2 separate regions of the Danio rerio genome follow, and region 1 is linked to region 2. Evidence: chromatin contacts called from public Micro-C data. All regions are on one chromosome and are shown on one strand. Each heading gives the region's core, a stretch centred on a gene start, on an enhancer-like site or on the middle of the called end of the contact. The rest is flanking DNA. Distances are from core to core; before and after follow the strand shown.

Region 1 (2,700 bases), core at 5-2,504, 260 kb after region 2:
GAAGAATATACACTCATTCGGCACGCATGCGATTTACATAATGCAACAAAGAGAAATAAAATGCATGCTTTATTTAATGTTTAACTCAGTTATTAATGCTGCATTAATAATCAAAGAGTAGCTAAAATATTACAAAGTCTGTAAAATATTGTAATAGAAAAAAAAATAAACACGTCGGGTTTTAATTATATTTCGCATGCATCACGCAAAAGCAGCTCATTATTGTAAGTGGGTGGTATTTTGCTGAAGATGTGGTGGGATTAGTGAGATTATTGTTACCACACACACACATTAAATCGCAAACTGTTAGACCACAGGCGAAGTCTTTATCTGTCATGACTATTATTAGTGGTATTAATAATTTTGGGGGGGTTGTAGTAGCTAAATGGCGCTCGTGTGCATGTTAATGAAGTGCTCACGATTATACACGACATCACCTCGTTCAGTATTTAACAATGAAACATAAATACAAAGTCCCCAACGCCCCCACCCCCGTGTGTATGCTTGTAAGTGCCTCTGGGTTAGAAGTGCGTGCGTGCGTGTGTGTGAGAGAGAGAGGGAGTATGAAGAAAAGGAGGAGAAAGTCTATTTGACACACATTTACTGCACCGATTATCAGAATAATTAATTAATCTGATTTAGCAAATAAAATAATTAATATTTTCGCATTATTATAGCCGATGTTGTGGTAATAAGTTCGTGCATTAAAACCTATTCTTGTGTCAGGGTGTTTAAAAATATAATGCATTAAAACAAAACCAATGCATGAGGTTTAGAGTATGCACATCTTTAATTATTTAAGCTCACTCCGACAAAAACAATAAAGCCAGAGCCTCATTTGAATAATTCAATTCAGAATATAATTTTTACCAAATGTGCATAATCCCGTACACCATCCTAAAAGCACCTTCAAAATAAAAGAGAATGCGGTTTGCTTTGTATCTCGCCAATACCTTATGAAGATCAGTGTCATCGCGAGTGTTGCTTTAATTCTCCCGTGTTTATAAGAATTACGAGCCATTCAAATAAGTTCCGCGTGCCTATCAGTTCATTTCCCCAGTGCTGGGCAGCTGTAAAATCGCGTAGACAGGTTGTCACACTACAGTGAATGGATTCTAATGCTAAACATTTAACATACAATCCTCCAAACAGTGCAAAAGTGGCCCTGGCCAATGCACTAACCACATGCGCCAACGAGGAGGAGCCTGGGACGCCAATCAAAGCATCAACTTCAAATTGTATCTGAGAGATCAGCCCAGGACCTAGGGGCAGAGACATCAGTTGGAGCTCAATTGTTGATCTGATCACATCCGACGGACTTGCTGCAGAAGAGAAGCTGAGATTTAAAGACGAGCGCTTTCCCGTTCGCTTTTCAGAGAGAGAGAGAAACTCTTGCACTTCTCGCTTTGGTGGGTTATTTGCTTTTTTGCCTGGTTTTGGCTTCCGACGTGGCGGAGGAGATGTCTTTCCCCCAGCTGGGCTACCCGCAGTATTTAAGTGCCTCCCAGGCGGTGTACGGAGGCGACCGACCGGGAGTTCTGACTCCGTCGTCCCGCGCAGGGAGCGCTGAGATCGGGGGTAGCGCGTCTGCGGCCGCCGCTGCGGTGTCCTCGGTGTTGGGCATGTACCCGTACGCACACAACTACAGCGCCTTTCTGCCTTACACCAGCGCCGATCTGGCTCTTTTCTCCCAAATGGTAAGTCCATTTCTAGATTAACTTGTTCTTGCATTTTTCCGCTACTTTTCATAGTTTTTTTATTCCACAATCGTATGCCCTCCATTTATTTGTGATCGTCGCAGGTCAACATAGCTTGCATGGGAAATTGGGAATTGTATTATTACGTTTATAGTACAAATTCTGAAATGGCATTACGGATTTAATGTGATAAACAAGCTAAGAAATGTGTACAGTTTTTTCCGATCGCGATTTCAGCATTGTGTGTGAAAAGTTTTATTTCGACTTGATTTTGGAGTTGGAGGATTGTTGTGCCGGGGGTGTTATAGCTAACATGATTGATGTGATTTAAAGCGTCTTTAAAATATGTTACAATTGTTATTGTTGTTTTTGTCACAGAGTGATTTACTGAAATTGTTTAAAACGAGAACTTTTCGCTTCGCAGAGGGGAATAATGTCAAGCCGAATTATGGCTCGAAACCCTCGCCAAACTGCTTGGTGACTTTTTCTAGTGTATATATGCATTTATTTTAATGTATATAAATACAAGAAATTTGAGTGATGAAATGTGGGGATTCACAACAACAGAATCTCGCTGGAATCCCCTTAAATAGAGACACAGTGAAAGATTTGTCAAAAGGAGAGCTGTGATTAATCCCCGGTGTTGTATAAATCTGTGCTTCATAGGATTTATTTTTTTATAATAATGTACACATGATTTAACTATTTTAAAATAGCGCAGAATGCTTTTCCTGTGGGTTTTCGATGTGTTGTTACATTGAGGAATATTTGGATGTTTGTTGCAGCTGTATAACACATGATTAATAATAGTAATAATGATGAGAATCATAGGCCTGTATGTCATGGGCGAGCCTTTAATGAAATTTCAACCAAATCGCACTCAAAATAATGCTATAATAATCATATTTACCGAAGATTACATATTTTCATTCTTCTTTTTTGTTATTGCCATTCTTATTAAGCTTGTGATTATATTTATAAATGTTTTGTATGCGCGCGCGCG
Region 2 (2,700 bases), core at 139-2,638:
CCGGGACTCCCGTACGGGTGATAACTTATGGCTCCTGCCATTCCCGTAGTGTGCGCGTCATACGGAGAGCCCTTCAAAAATAACATTCGGGGTCAGTCAAATGTTCTTGTATTTGTGTTTTTGCTTTGCAAACACTTTAAAAATAAATAGCTTAATTTAAAACAAAAATAATGTAGGATGAATAATAATAATAATAATAATAAAACAATTCAAATGCAAATTAACCAATGATCCATTCTGCGTTTTTATAAAGTTAATGTCATTAATGATCGCCATTCTAAAGTGTATCCAGAAATATAATACTAATAATAATTAAGCCAATAAACAACGATTAATCCTCTACGCAATTATCAGAATGCACAATTACACGGGACCGGGGTGGATAACAGATAATGGGTAATTGCAGCCATTTTGCATAATCACCAGGCTGACTTTCCCAGTGCTCTTTCAGTGTCAGAAGCATATCAGTGAAGCGCAGCATTACAAATCCTATTAGAAAACCACTGGATATGGACTGGCTTTTTTTCCACGCGCTTTCATGTGCCATGTCATTAGCATGGCAATTCATCAATTGACGATTAAATAACGCTATTTAACTCTATAACGCTATTTTAAAAAAAGGTGTTTTATTTAATTTGCTTACTAATAATTTAAATAAGATCGCAAACAATAATGTCTAAAGTAAAACAGAACGCGGCCTATTAACTAAAACTAAAAGTAGGCCTGGAAGAATGTTAACACACAGCAGTGTGGCCGTTTCGCGTGTAAAAAGCGCACTTTCAGACATTCCCGCACACACGAAATAACTTTATTATTAGAATCGCGTCCGGATGAATATATTATTCAGAGCATTTGTATTCATGACCCGAACGAACTTCCCTTTGAAACGCACACACACACGCGCGCGCACGCTCGCACACACACACACACACACACAACTCCAGCAACCAAAACTATAACCGTCCTAAATCATGCAATATTCATGCATTCCTATCAAGAACAATGCGCAGTGAACGGCTCTGAAAAGGTACCATGTAGGACGGGAATCCCGTGGCCGGATCTGTGGAGTAGGGCAGCGGGCTGGAGAATCCGTTGGCGGAGGCTGTGAACGCCGCCGACCCGGGGTACGGGCTGAACGCGGAACCGGAGGATGACCGGGCCAAATCCTCGCTCCTCGGGGCGGCCAGCGGACACGAGTAAAGCGCCAGAGAGCCCGGGGGCTGGTAGAGGTAACCCTGAGGATAGGACATTATTACTCAGCTTCTCTCCACAACGCGAAATCGGGCTGATCGATGGAATCAGCGCATTGACGCACCGGACGCGAACTAATAAAATAAAATAAATAAACGCGCACGAGAGGAGCGTTCAGCAGAGAGCCGTCATGGAGATCCCCTAGCGTCCGTTTGTTTGTAGTGCTCGGGAGTGGAGAGTGAAGAGTTGCTGGAAGGAGCAGGCGAGTTTCTGAGAGCATTGGAGAAACGGGAGCTGTCAATCACGGCTCATCTGAATATTCCATCCCCGCCCCCTCTCTCTCTCTCCCTCTCGTGCGCGCGCGCTGTGAAATGCAATTCCGGAACAAAACCCGCACAGAAAGCAGCCCGTGCGTGCATGTGTCCTCGCCGGCGTTTATCTACTGCGTTTTTCTTTCTTTTTGATTTGCTTGACGGATGACACGATGACACTTTCCCATTTGTCATTTATCTCTCTCTCTCTCTCTCTCTCTCTTATGTTGTTGTAAAAACCCCGCCAGGTTGGCCTGTATTTAATCACAACTATGTAGTGCACAATGCAGACAACTAAGTGTGCACTAAGATTGCATTTGTAATTGTCAGTGAAAGTTTTCCGAAACAAATGCAAACATTTCCAAAACATATTGCACACGATATATGTCTAAAAACAATTATGCACATTTATAATAGCTATTCTTTTTGTGAGTTCAAAATGTCTTAGTACACATATAAACATTAATCCTGAAAATAATAATAATAATAATAATTATTATTATTATTATAAAAACAATATTATTGACAATAATAATATTAATATTAATAACATTAATAATAATAACAGCAACAGCAATAAAAACAACAGCAACAACAACAGCAATAATAATAATAATAATAATAATAATAACAATAATAATAATAATAATAATAATAATAATAATAATAATAATAATAATTATTATTATTATTATCATTATTATCATTATTATTATCATTATTAACAATAATAATAATACTATTATTATTATTACTATTATTATTATTATTATTATTATTTATTATTATTATTATTATATGTGCACATTGCATTGCATTGTTGAGTGAGCTGTAACAGTAAACACAATCATCCGCTTCTTCACCCCGCCATCAGAATCAATTGTTTCCTTTGTAATGATTTACTGTAAGTCGTATCTCTGCAGTGTGTAAAAGTGTTCCTCTTTGTAATGGTGGCTAATTGCAGTGTGTGTGTGTGTGTGTGTGTGTGTGTGTGTGTGGGAGCAGTGCGCCTTCAGGCCGGTGGGCGGTGTGTGTCTCCATCACTCAGATCCTCATATTTTTCCCCTGTAATCGCAGGAGTTTTCAGTCCTGACAGCACCAGTTTGTCTTCAGCATACCTGTAACACACATTCAGCTGCAAATAAATAGGTGTATTTGTTAGTAAACTTACAACGCGCGAATTATAACTCATAAAATA

What was found. Hi-C and Micro-C count contacts between places; a contact is called where the count stands out from the background.
Region 1: a contact with region 2 is called in a Micro-C map of caudal fin, with 6 times the contacts expected there. The contact joins the promoter of irx1a here to the promoter of irx2a in region 2. A contact is called at or near these places in 7 of 18 Hi-C or Micro-C datasets (caudal fin, embryo, hematopoietic stem cells and 1 more) and 3 of 4 datasets of contacts at active chromatin or transcription factors (caudal fin, embryo and gastrula embryo).

Annotation. Positions count from the first base shown.
Region 1 is chr16:870,913-873,612 of GRCz12tu, forward strand. irx1a (iroquois homeobox 1a) reads left to right here and starts at 1,255. Exons shown (of 3, transcript NM_207185.2): 1 at 1,255-1,697. The coding sequence starts at 1,461. The region is part of intron 1 of tars2 (threonyl-tRNA synthetase 2, mitochondrial); the gene reads left to right.
Region 2 is chr16:614,716-617,415 of GRCz12tu, forward strand. irx2a (iroquois homeobox 2a) reads right to left here and starts at 1,389. Exons shown (of 5, transcript NM_201057.1): 1 at 1,032-1,389; 2 at 1-71. The coding sequence starts at 1,250.